Linked DNA regions of Sus scrofa: region 2 is linked to region 1. Evidence: chromatin contacts called from public HiChIP or PLAC-seq data. All regions are on one chromosome and are shown on one strand. The core of a region is the stretch at or near the end of the contact, and the rest is flanking DNA. Distances in the headings are between cores, read along the strand shown.

Region 1 (6,733 bases), core at 1,306-3,805:
ACATGAAAATATCTAACAAGTAGATGAAAATGCAGATTTTGAGCTACCAAGAGCACATATAGATATGAAATATATTTTCTTTTTTTTCTTTTTGCCTTTTCTAGGGCCGGTCCCAAGGCAAATGGAGGTTCCCAGGCTAGGGGTCTCATCAGAGCTGTAGCCGCCAGACTACGCCAGAGCCACAGCAACTCAGGATCCAAGCCGCATCTGTGACCTACACCACAGCTCACGGCATCACTGGATCCTTAACCCACCGAGAAAGGCCAGGGATAGAACCCGAAACCTTACGGTTCCTACTCGGATTTGTTAACCACTAAGCCACAACGGAAACTCCGATACGAAATACATTTTCATCCTCGTCTTTGGTGACTTAGAAGCATCTTTAGCGGATATTTTAAATAAGAATTGGAAGAATCTTATATATTAGCTAGATTGTATACACTTCCACCTCCCCCATCACTTCTATTGTCATGCAAGGATATCTCTGCTTAAAGTCAAATCAGGTTTATGTAAATAAGAAAAGAGGACTGGTGGGGACTGTAATAAATCGGAGAGAAGCCTTGTCTAAAGAGGGCAGCCATTTATTCAGCTTCAGCAGTTCACTGCTTTGCTTGAATGCTAGCCCAATGTGGAGAAATCTTCCTATCCTCCAAGAAAAGCTCAAGACTCAGACTTTATGTAATATCTCCTATTTTAAAATATTGGCAACTAATTACATTAAAAATAAAACAACACTATGCCAGCCAAACAAAATGCTTCTGTGGACAGTTTTCAGCAAGGGCCATCAGTGTGGCAGAGTTAGAAGTCGCCTGCCAACTCCTACAATGTTCTTTTCAGTACTTCATAGGACCCTCGACCAATAGGGTTTCATGGTGATTCCCCTGCAATAGGAGAGAGGCTTGCTTCTAAGCAAAAGAGACCCAAACTGATAGTACTTTTTGAGTTCTTTTATATATTTTCAATAATTGTTCTGTCTCTTCCCCACCTAACCCCTACTTATAGTCAGGATACCTGCTTCTAGCATCACTGAGACCTATCCTGATCTATTACAAGCTAGGATGTCAAGCTTGCAGGTAAAGCAAAAGTAAACGGAGTGAGAGCCTGACAGGATTTCTAATGAATAAAGTATGTAAGGTACACGGCATTTCTTTGGTTGTCTTAGAAAACAGTATCACAAAGAAGTTTGTGACTAGTCAGACACCTGAGCAAAAATGTCAGTAAATTATATCTTAAATATAAGAGCACATTCTGCTAACAAACTAAATAGTTTCCATTGTAAGGTACCCAAGAGGGGGAGAGGGAGAAATGGGCAAAAGGGAAAGTAAAAGTTGCTGGCCTTTGAGAAATATCAGACATCTCGTAAAACACAGTTCTTAAAAGTACAGATGTTTGGAAGAAAGGGTACACTATAACCTCAACTCTCAGTTAAGAACTAAAAATATTTTTAATGTGATAATCTGAAACACTTTTTGAGTAACAAATGGAAATTTAGAAACAGTATTAAGACACTAAAGCTATCCTTACATTTACAAGAAAAAGTAAGAGGAAAACAAAAATACTCCGGCAGTTTTTATATTCATTCAAACGTCAGTTTCTATTAAGTCACAACGGTGCCTTAGAAGCTTCCAAAATATAACATTTCCTAATTATACTAAAACATGTAAAAGTACAGGTCACGGGGTATATAACTTTAGATAAAAATGGGGCAAAGTCGAAGAAACACAGAAAGGTTAAAATTTCTAATCGAAAAATGCAATGACAGTAGAGGAAGGGAGTGAGAGGGAAAAGAAGAATTGAAGAACGAAAGTAAGGAAGGAAGAAAAGAGTGGTATGCGCACCCACCCCTGTTAATCGGACGAGTTCGGGAATTCGGGGGAATGAAGAGTGATTACAGAGGCCATGTTCCTGCTGGCAGGAGAGCTCTGCAATTACTTACAGCGAGCATTATGGCCAGAGCATTCTCGGGCCCACTAGGACGAGTCGACTGGACACCTAAAGCCGGAGACTGACAGCAGCTCCGGGAGAAGACCGAGAAGACGAAAAAGTGGCCTACTTTGACCTCCACTGAAAAGTGAGGCTCCTCCAACTCACGTCTCTGAATCGGGGGCAGGGCATTAACCTCTAAGCGGTTGGATTCTTCGGATAAACTCTCCCTGGCTCCCTGCGGCCTTCCCACACAGCGGGTGAATGTCAACACCAAGAGCCAGCGAGAGAGGGGGAACCTCTCGGCGCGCGCCGTCCTTTCTGCGAGGTGGTGAGACCGGGAAGAAAGACGGCCCCGCGCGCGCCCCGCCTCCCCAACCCTTCTCCAGCCCCAGCGCCCTCGCAGGGGCTGCAGCCGGGAAGCGGGGTCCCCCGCGCTCCTCACCTTTTTCAGCGCAGGAACCAGCAGCCCCCGCCACTTGGGCGCGTTCTCCTCGCTGAAAAACTCGTACGGCAGCTGCTGCGCCTGCATGGTGCCCCCGGGGCGCCTCTGGGCGGGGAGAGGGGTGGCGGTGGTCGGGCCGGGGAGCCGCGAGAGGGCGAGCTCGCCCCGCGGAGCAGGGCCGCAGCCCCACCGGACGGCCCGGCCCCCTCGGGGAGCCGCGCGGCCGGGCTAGCCTCGGAGAGGGGCCTGGGGGGCGAGGCCCGCGCCCGGCCACCCACCCGATACGGGCACCAGCCGCGGAGAGCGAACGCAGCCCGGAGGCGGCGGCGGCGGCATTCCGCCCCACCGCCCCGGGGCCAGGCCCCCTACCCCTCCCCGGCCTGCCGGCGCCGCCCGGGGCTGGCCTCTGCCGCTGCCGCCGCCGCCGCCCGCCCGCCGAGGCTGCGCTCCCGGGCCCGGCCTGGCCCCGCGGCGGAGCCGGCGGCTGGGGGAGGGCGGGTGGAGGGACGCTCCGGCTGCGGCGCCCGCTCCACGCAGCGGGGACCCCCAAAACGCGAGCGACCCGGGGCGGGGCGGAGCTGGGCGCAAGGTCCAACAGGGGAGGGGAAAGGCCCGAGGTCGTGGTCGGGGAATCTGGCTGCCCTGAGGTGCCGCCGCGGCCGCCGCCGACGCTAGTGTAGCGCTCGAGCTTCCTACTAGCGAACTGAACCTGCTCGCTACTGAGCATGCGCCGCCGGGCAGGGCCGGTTCGCTCCGGGTTTTCCGGCTCCCCAGCGAAGGAGGAGGGAAGCGCGGGCGAGGGAGGGCGCCCCGCCGGGCTGTGGCGGCGCCCCCGAGGGCTGCTGGGGAGGAGCGATAGGGCCGCCAAAGGTCGAACCCTGGACCGACTGGAGCCCGCGGGGTGGGGTGCGCGCTGCAGTGAAGTGCACCCCACTGTATTGTTGGGCTGAGGGATCCCAGCGCTCTCTTGGTGTCCCCGGGCCTTTCGTTTTGGAAAGGAGTATGTGTGTACTTTGTTCCCGAAAATGAAGATAAGGACTGCCCAAAGCATGCAATGTATAGTAAACAGACTGGACAAAAGATTGGTGCCTGTCGCACGAAACCTACAGCCTGATATTTATCGGATAACGGAAGTGATGACAATGTTTGCAATTGGTCTTTCCACATCACCAAGAATAAAATACGTGTCATGTTGATTTTGTGAGCATGTGTTTAAATTCAATATGTTCATCTTTCAGACCCACTTCAAATATGAACTTCAGTAACCACTTACCTCCAGTGGAAATTGACACCTCTCCTGCAGCTCCTGGAGCCCAGAACACTTTATTCGGGTCCCTTTTAGGGCATTTAGTTTATCGTGTTTCGTATCTCTACAAGGCTCTTTCAACTAGATAAACTCCTGGAAGGCAGATCTTTTTCACGAGGGACTCTACACAGAACAGGCACTTGGTGAATGTTCATGGAATGCTAAAGGAGCATTATATATAGTGTTCCTCCATCCCAGGGATGCAGGTGTTTTTACCAGGAGGCTGGCACCTCCTGGTTTATTTTACCATTAAGCAGTTTTGAGCATAATCTCTTAATCCTCAGCAGTCCTATTGTTTTTATTTCACAGATGAGAAGACAGTTTAGAGAACCAGCCTGGGCAGAAGTTAGTGAACCCTGCTGTTCCAGTGAACAATAACCAGGATCACATAGATGAGAAATGTTTGCAGTGGTTCTCAATTGCCACAGGACCTCTTTGAGAATCTAAAAGTCTTAGGTCCTTTTTTTAAAAAATACACACACGACTCGAATTTTAAAATTCTCCACATTTTGAAAGTCCTCTGGGTAAAGAAGAGGTAAAATAACTGTAGCTTCCAGAGGAGTTGGGGACAGAAGAAAGAGTCTGAGAAAAAAAACCACAGTCATCTTCAAATCTCTGCAGTACTTATATGATATGTGGTAGTGTTTTATGTGATTCCAAGTGACTGAATTAAGATCAAGCCTCTGCCCCAAATCATTCCTTGGCTTCCTATTGCTCTTAAAACACTTTCTTCTTTCTTCTTTCCCTCCCTCCTTCTTTCTTTCCCTCCCTCCTTTCTTTCTTTTCCGTTGCACCACAAAAGAGCTCCTAGAATACTTTTCAGACTTCTTACCATGGCCCACGAAACCTGCATCTAACTCCTGTTTACATTCTCAAACTTTTCTCACCATTCTCAAAGTTGGCTCACCACATTCCAGTCACACTGGCCTTCTGTCTTTTCCTAGAAAACACGAACCTCTTTCCTGCCTCAAGGGCTTTGCTCTTCCCTCAGGCTGGAATTCACGCTGCTCCTAGCTGTTCACTTGGCTGGTTATAAATATCACCACCTCCAAGAGGCCTTCTGTGATCACACTAAGTAGTTCCCACCTATACTTTTCTCCAATAAGTTTTGGCTTATTTCCTCCCAAGCATAAATCAGTCTCTATTTTGTGTTTTGGTTTCCCACCACCCCACCCGCCCCCACCATCTGGAATATAAACTCCAAGATCAACGATGTCTTCACTCTAGCTCCTCATTGTATCCTCAAGGACTTGGCATATAGTACGTTCTCAATAAGCATTGTTGAAGCAAAGAAAATGAGGGGAAACTTCCAGTAAGGCTACGAAATCGGAGTTGTCCTAAGAAATGGGCGATCTTAGGGGGTGTGCAAATAAAAAGAGTACCTTCTCCCACTTGGGACAACGGGGAGGGTGAAGAAGTTGGACTTAACCTCCAAGGTCCCCTTCGACTCCGAGTCTCTGATTTGACTGCAGAGGCAAACAAGGCCTGAAAACATGGATTACACACTGGCTGGGCAAGCTTAACGGCTAGGGTAGGTATGGGGGTGAGTTTTGGCCCCAGACTGAGAGCAAGCAGCTGGAAACTGCAGAGAGGTCTCTCAGCTGAGACACCTAAGGGGGGTGGTGTAGGGCTCGTCCCAGATAAGGTCAGGAAGCAATCGAGGCTGTCTATACGGTTTGCTTATACTTCTTGGGCCAAGTCGAAACACTTATGGGCGTGCTACGAAAGAAGACGACCGTGGCATAGTCAGAAACTTGCTAGTGAAGACGCCAAAATCCCCTGGGCCTCGCAGCATCAACCGCGACTGTTAGCTCAAGGCGCAGGCGCATACGTTCTGTTCGCGCCCCACTTTGGCTCTAAAGAGCCAGGAGCCAGAGCGGACGTGACGCACGCGGGCGAATCCAGACGAACTAGCCGAGGCCCGAGGGGGGCGTGTCCAGGCGGGCTAGCCGAGTTTTGAGCGGGTCGAGTCAGAGTTAGGGCAGCAAGGAGGGAGGCGGGTAGCAAGTTCGGGTTGGCGGCGCGCCCCCTGTAGGTGGGAGTGTAGCACTCTGCGCTTCGCCCCGCACAGCAGCGGAACGGAATCACAGGGTTCCCGGCCTGGCTGCAGCTACAGGGACCTTCGTGAAGCAAACTTCAAATCCAGTTACTCCCTGGTCAAGAGTTTCCACTGCCTTCCCAGAATAAAGTCCAAAGTCCTTAGGTTGGTATTCACGGCCTTGCACAATCGGGCCACTACTTATCTTTCCAGCTCTATCTCTCACTCAAAATGAACTAGTATTGCCTCCTATAGAAACCATCATTTCTGTCTCTCATTTCTCACATATTCATGCTCACCGTGGAACTTTTATCCACGCCGTCACCTCCACCGCATATGCCACCTACTCTCTGAAAACTTTTTCAGCCCGCATTTAAGGATTCTTTCCCTTAAACTTCAGAGTCCAGTATGCATAGGAAACAGCAGTTTCAGTCATCGATAAACTTAAGATCTCTTGCAGCAGCATATCCTCTCTTCATGCTTTCCCTGACCCTGTCTTTCTTCCCAATTACGTTTCTCCAAATAGTATGTCCCCAGAAAATCCAGCAGAGAAAGTAGTGGCTGATAAAACCACTGGATACCCATTCTTTATCACTTTTGGTTAATACTTTAGTTAATACTTTGATCCTTCCCTTCTTGCAAATATGACGGGGAGCAAAGTAAGTAAAATTAGAAGAAATGATTAAAAGCTCTTCAAGATATATGGGATTATTGATGGCACTTCTTTTTCAAGATCCCTGCAGAGTCCTTTTTCTCAAAAGTCTCTTTCTAGTTGATTCAAGTCGTAATGTCTCCTCAAACTGATTGCACCCCAATCCAATGCAACTTTCATCAAATTCCCAACAGTTTGTCATGGAATTTGATAAACTGATTCTAAAATGTATGTGGAATAGAAAAAAAAAAGTTCTTCTGTAAAAAAACAGGTAGGAGAACTTGGCTTAAGAGATATGGAGACATTATATAGCTAGAGTAATGAAAACGTGGAACAAACAAATTGGAACAAACAAACCATAATAGAGGG
Region 2 (6,733 bases), core at 1,197-3,696, 250 kb before region 1:
CCAGAACATCTTCAATGCACTGGGTTGAATGAACAGAAAGCAGTCTGGTGGGTCTGCAATGCAGTGAGGAAAGGAGATGAGGTCAGATCAGACAGTGGAGAGGGCCATGTAAGTCCTGGGAAGAACTTTGAGTTTTATTCTAAATATATAGAAAGTCACTGAAGAGCAGAAGAAAAGCTTGATATGACCAACTTTGGTTTTAAAACGACTACTCTAGCTGCTACGTGAGAATAAAAAGACTGTATGGAGGTAAGGAGAACCAAGAGGCCAGTTAGTAAACTACCGCAATTATTCAAGCTGGTGATTAAAAACAAAACAAAAACAAAAATAGTGGGCTGGACTAGGATGGGAGCAAGTAGAGCTGAAGGGTGGTCATAGATTCTCCACATATTTTAAAGGTAGATGAATTAGATGAAAGGTATGAGAAAGAAGTGTCTAGAATGACTGTAAGATTTTAGAGCCTAGATTAACTAGGTGAATAGGGGTTCTGTACTCAGCCATGTGATCAGAATGGGAATATTGGGTAGGAAAAGATAGGGAAAGAGTCAAAATATCAGAACGGATGTTACATTTGAGATACCTTTTAGATACTCAAATGGACATATGTAGAAGGTAGTTGGATATACAGGTCTGTATTGAGGGGAAAGATAAGATTATCTCATTTAATTCTCTAAAACACATATAACGTAAATATTATTTTCTAAGTTTTATACAAGAGGAGACTAGAGTACAGATAAATTATATGACTTGTATAATGTCACCAACAATAGAACCAAAGTCTGGAGCCAGGGTCTGAAACAATCTATTTGACTCCAGGAGTTCCTGTTGCAGCTTAGTGGGTTAAGAATCAAACTAGTATTCATGAGGATGCAGTTTCGATCCTTGGCCTTGCTCAGCGGGTTAAGGATCTGGTCTTGCTGCAGAATAGATGCAGATGTAGCTGAGATCTGGTGTTACTGTGGCTGTGGCATAGGCCAGCAGCTGCAGCTCCAATTCCACCCCTAGCCTGGGAACTTTCATATGCTGCAGGTGTGGCTGTAAAAAAAGAAAAAAAGAAAAGAGAAAAAGACTCCAAAGCTGAAATTCCTTTTCCCATACCTCTTTCTTACTCTCCACAAACATGTACCGTGTATCTTCAATTCAAAATTTAACATTAAGCCAGCCCCCCTTTGATTTGTGCCTGGGTTTAATTTATAAAGGTGACTGGGTGCCAACACAGAGAGATCAATACAATGAAAGAAAAGTTGAATGTTACTTACAGCTCCTCTAGAAAGGAGAGGCATGCCATGCCACGGTGGGTCAGGAGGCAGAAAGGAACAAGGGGAAGGCACAGGCCACTGCCTTTCTTGGGGTTTCCAAGGGAAAGGTGAGGCAGGGCGGGGTAAACAGTTTAGAATTAGCTAGTTCGAGTAATTCCTACAAACTCTAAGGCTTAGGAACTGTCCCTGGTTGCCTGGTACCTGGCCCAGGGCTGATTTAGGGCAAGGGAACTATTTGGCTTGGTGGTTAGACAAAGTGGGTGGAAGTAAGGATGCAGGATTGGTTGGTTTGCATTTGAAGGTGTGCCCACAGGTTATTTGTTAATTAGCTATCCCTGGGAATGGGAGCTTCTTCCTGGCCAGGTAGGGCCATAAGATGCCAAAGCATCATAAATCCATTTAGCTTGGGAAGATTCCAACTATCTTTGTTCACCGTGAACACAGGAACCTAAGTTTGTCTGGAAAAAGTATCCTTTGCTTCACACACAGGTTTGGCTGCCAAGAACAGAATCACCAAACAAGGCACTGAAAACTGACTACACACCACTCCCTGCCCAGGCAAATCTTTGACTGACTCCATACATCCAGCTCCTTACAGATACCCTGACTCGGTACCTTTATTCCAGCATACTTCGTAGCCAATCCTCTCCCCCAAAGAGCCACAGACTAGAGACAGAGACAGGAAACGGGGCCTGAACCCCTCCAATCCCCTTTATCCTGCTCGGAACATGAATTCACCTCCTCCGACCCCAGCCTGAGCGTGAACAACCCCAGCTGCCCACCCCCGGCTGGCCCAGTCCCAGGTTGGATCCTGATGCTGCAGACTCACCGGCCCCAGTTAGGCTGGATCCCACCGGGCCGGGAGGATCCTCAGATCCTGACCGCTCCGGGAGACGGAAGCCGTAGAAGGGTCGGCACACTGACAACCAGGGAGACGAAGAGACCACGCACACGGCCATACATTCCTCGTCCGCGGAAGAGGAAGCCGTCCTGGGCTCGCAGCGCTGCTTCCCGGGGCGGCTGTCAGGACCTAAAGCCCAGCGGCCAGGAGGCCCACCAGTGAGCCGCCGCCACCCACTGGGACCTCACCTGGTGTGGCTGCGCGGCCGCCCAGCTGCAGCAGCAAAGCCCTGGCGCCTTCTGATTGGCTCAACCTACATATTCACTTCCGGGTGAGAGGTGCCTGGTCGCCCTAGCAACCGAGTCGTAATCAGTGCTGGGCCACCCCTTCATACCCTCTGGGCCACCGAGCTGGCGGCCCAAGGGGAATCGCAGAGTCCTGAGAATCTCTCCAGCACCTCTGTGTCAAGTGAGTGTCCTATCCTCCCAACGCCCCGGACGGAAAAGAGCCCCTTTAGGTAGAACTCGCACTGAATGTGACCTATTTCCTGAGCGTCTACAGTGCGGGTGAGGTGGGGGCATGGCGAGCTCCTGGTGTGGGAATCTGGAGACCTGGATTCTCATTTGGCTGTTGTGACATCTTAGGCAAGTGCCAGCCTCTCTGATTTCTGTTTCCTCTCTGGCCAGATGGTCTCGATCTCTTAGGTTCCCTTCCGCTAGCTCCAACATTCCAAAATTTCGAATGTGAAACCATTTAAGGGTAATTGTAAACAGTTCGGTTTCTTGTACGAACATGTTTAGTGCTCTGCTTAGTAAGCATTTAGCGAATCCTCCCAAGTGCCACGCATTCACTAGACTTTCAGTTTCCACCTGTAAGTACTAAGCACAGAGCTGAACAGTAGGGTGAGAAATCCCTGATCCTGACCCAGAGGAGTAGGGTGCGCGAAGAGACCCGGGCACTAAAACGTTATTTTCATAGAACCCTAATACTACCGTAGGAACAGGCCCAGAGTGTTATGGGGGCTCCTAGAAGAATCTGGGGGTGAGGAGAGATATGAAAAGCCTTGTCAGGTGATTTCTCTGTTTTTCTTTATGCCTCTTTCTGGGAAAATTTTTCAACCTTGTATTCCAGTTCGCTAATTTACTTGTCTATGGTATTCATTCTGCTATTCAGCCCTCCTAAGGCATTTTATATCAACAACTACATTATTGTTTCCTAGATTGCTAATTGAATATTTTTTTCATGAGCATCTGCTCCTTTCTCAAGGCTGCTATACCTTCCCTTTCTCTCTGATTATGTTATAGTATTACAAAGTCTTATGTCTATTGTGTTTATTTACTCTTCCTCAGAGGGGATGAGCTTCTAGCCTTTCTCAACGGGCACTCACATTAATTTTTAAATTAAAAATATCACTTCTCAGGAGTTCCTGTTGTGGCTCAGCAGTTTAAGAATCCAGCGTAGTGTCCCTGAGGATGTGGGTTTGATCCCTGGCCTTGCTCAGTGGGTTAAGGGTCCGGAGTTGCCATGAGCTGTAGTGTAGGTTTGCAGATGCAGCTCGGATCTGGTGTTGCTGTGGCTGTGGTATAGGCCGGCAGCTGCAGCTCCAATATGACCCCTAGCCTGGGAACTTCCATATGCCGCAGGTCCTGTGGTAAAAAGAAAAGAAAGAAAGAACAAATCAGTTCTCTTGTCCCATGCATACAGATTCTGATTCAGTTGGGTGGAGCAGGGCTTAGGAACTTGTAAAGCATCCCGGATGATTCTGATGCATGAGCCACACTTTGAGTAACATTCTTGTAGTATTGTCCTAGAAGTTATAGTTTACTTATCTTTTCTGCATATGTTTTCTTCAGTATTGAAAAAAATAAGTTTCTAATGTTTTAGTCCACTCAATGTCCCAGGGCTCTGAGGCATAGATTCTACCCCATCCCACCCCCACCGTCCAGGCCTGGGGTTTTCATTTGTCCTTTTTTAACCTGGTTTCCACTCCAATCTCACTCTGTTTGGACTCCCTTCCCTCCCCTACATCTCTTCATCTCCTCACTTACTATCTTTCTTAATGTTCTATTTCCTCTTACTGCCAAATCAGATATTGCTCATTCTACCTTACTTCTGTGAGACAGTCAACAATCACAGGCTACCCGAGAGAAATAAAAACATATGTCCATACAAAAAGTTATACATGAATGTTCATAGCATTTTTCATAACAGCCAAAACTGGAAACAACTGAGCTGTCCATCAACTGATGAATGGATAAACAAAATGTGTTATTTTCATACAATGGACTATTTGTTTTTGTTTTGTCTTTTTAGGACTGCAGCCACGGCATGTGGAGGTTCCCAGGCTATGGGTCAAATCAGAGCTGTAGCTGCTGCCTACACCATAGCCACAGCAGCACCAGATCCCAGCCACATTTGCGACCTACACCACAGCTCACTGCAATGCCGGATCCTTAACCCACTGAGCAAGGCCAGGGATTAAGCCTGCGTCCTCATGGATACTAGTCAGATTCATTTCCACTGAGCCATGATGGGAACTCCCTACAATGACTATTTGGCAATAAAAAGTGATGAAGTACTGATACATACTATAGTATGGATGAAACTTGAACTAAGTAAAAGAAGCTAATCACAAAGGACCACATATTGTGTGATTCCATTTCTATGAAATGTCTAGAGTATACCACCACATAGAGACAAAAACTAGATTAGTGATTGCCAGAGGCTGGGGTAAGGGGTGAGGGGTAGGAATTAGGGTAATGGAGAGTAAATGCTAATGTGTACAGAATTTCTTTTGGAGGTGACTAAAATATTCTAAAATTAAAGTTCCTATTGTGGCTCAGTGGAATGAACCCGACTGGTATCCATGAAGATTTGGGTTTGATCCCTGGCCTCGCTCAGTGGGTTAAGGATCCAGCATTGCAGTGAGCTATGGTGTAGTTCGCAGACATGGCTCCGATTTGGTGTCTAGCAGCGGCAGTTCCAATTCAACCCCTGGCCTGGGAACTTCCATATGCTGCAGATGTGGCCCTGAAAAAAAAAATTCTAAAATTAGATTGTGGTGACAAACAATTCTGAGTACGCTAGGAAATATAATTTTGTATAATTTTAAAGGGTAACTTTTGTAGTATGTGAATTGTATATTAATAAAGCTGTCATAATAATCAAACAAATGAAAATAGAACTATTTATTTCCTAAGGACCCTACACTAGACTATGGAAATGCCAAGTAATCATGATATGCTTGTGATCATTTGAAGTAAGTCTGTTTGGTTTGCTCTTTAAGCACATTTGTTATAGGTTTTATGATGTAAAAATATTTAAGTTTACATAAATTTTCTGAAATCTTTTAAAACAGCTCCAGAAGTATTTAAGATAAACTTTATATTTCCAAATGGGGACAAGTATGGTAAGCATATATTTCAATTACTTTTTCTATAGAGACTAAAATTAAATAGCTTAAGAATACAAAACAAAGACTGTCACACTTTCTAAAACTACTATTGAGATATTAACTCCATTAAATAAATAACATAGAAAGAGTAATAGATGTACAGGTTTTAAATCTAATTTTTTTTTTTTTTTGTCTTTTGTCTTTTTAAGGCTGAACCGTGGCATATGGAGGTTCCCAGGCTAGGGGTTGAATCAGAGCTGTAGCTGTCGGCCTACACCAGAACCACAGCAACTCAGGATCCAAGCTGTGCTGCAACCTACATCACAGCTCACGACAATGTCAGATTCTTAAGCCACTAAGCCAGGCCAGGGATTGAACTTGCATCCTCATGGATGCTAGTCGGGTTCGTTAACCACTGAGCCACAACAGGAACTCCACAGGTTTTAAATCTAAACTCTAATGTTAAGTGCATATAGTATGCCTTGGAAACCTATGGGAGGCCCATAGCCATATGTCAATCTTCCTGCCCTTGAGTCTCAATGATTACAAGACCTTTTAGGTCCATGGAGCTCCTCATTTCTAGTCTCATTGGTTTCAGTGCTAGGGAGCCAAAGAGACCCATAGGGATGCAGTTCTGATAAAGCCTGAACATAAATTCTTTCTTACTTAGTCAAACAGCATTCTCATTTATAATCTTCAGGATTTCTCTCTTGTTTATTTATGTATTTATTTTTTTAGGGCCACACCTGGGACATCTGGAAGTTCCCAGGATAGGGGTTGAATGGGAGCTGCAGCTGCCAGCCTATACCACAGCCATAGCAACGTGAGGTCTGAGCCGTATCTGTGACCTACACCAGAGCTTACGGCAACGCCAGATCCCCAACCCACTGAATAGGGCCAGAGGTCGAACCTGCATCCACATGGATACTAGTCGGATTTGTTTCTGCTGTGCCAAAGGGGGAATGCCCTTCTCTCTTGTTTAGATGGGGACTGTACAAGAACATCTTCTGGAGTCTTTGAGAGAAATGGAATAGGTATTCATACCACTCCTAATGGGATTGTCTACACAGGAAGCTGGAAAGATGACAAGGTATTGTTGTTTTGAACACTGATGGTGGATAAATAACTCTATTGGTTAAATGACTCCAGGAGCTTCACCATTAATCAAAAAACACATATGAGTAGACAGCACAATAAAAATAACAGTGATTATATTGAACATATATTCACATATGAATA

The links. HiChIP or PLAC-seq counts read pairs in DNA pulled down with a chosen protein or histone mark.
Region 2: a contact with region 1 is called in an H3K27ac HiChIP or PLAC-seq map of alveolar macrophages. The contact joins the promoter of DHX57 here to the promoter of SOS1 in region 1. A contact is called at or near these places in 2 of 5 promoter capture datasets (fetal skeletal muscle and liver), 1 of 47 Hi-C or Micro-C datasets (epiblast stem cells) and 1 of 2 datasets of contacts at active chromatin or transcription factors (alveolar macrophages).

What each region holds. Positions count from the first base shown.
Region 1 is chr3:101,205,390-101,212,122 of Sscrofa11.1, reverse strand. SOS1 (son of sevenless homolog 1) reads right to left here and starts at 2,555. Exons shown (of 21, transcript XM_021087590.1): 1 at 2,369-2,555. The coding sequence starts at 2,455.
Region 2 is chr3:101,454,567-101,461,299 of Sscrofa11.1, reverse strand. It overlaps DHX57 (putative ATP-dependent RNA helicase DHX57), which reads right to left and starts at 2,446. Exons shown (of 24, transcript XM_021087593.1): 1 at 2,349-2,446. MORN2 (MORN repeat-containing protein 2) reads left to right here and starts at 2,441. Exons shown (of 3, transcript XM_021087601.1): 1 at 2,441-2,568.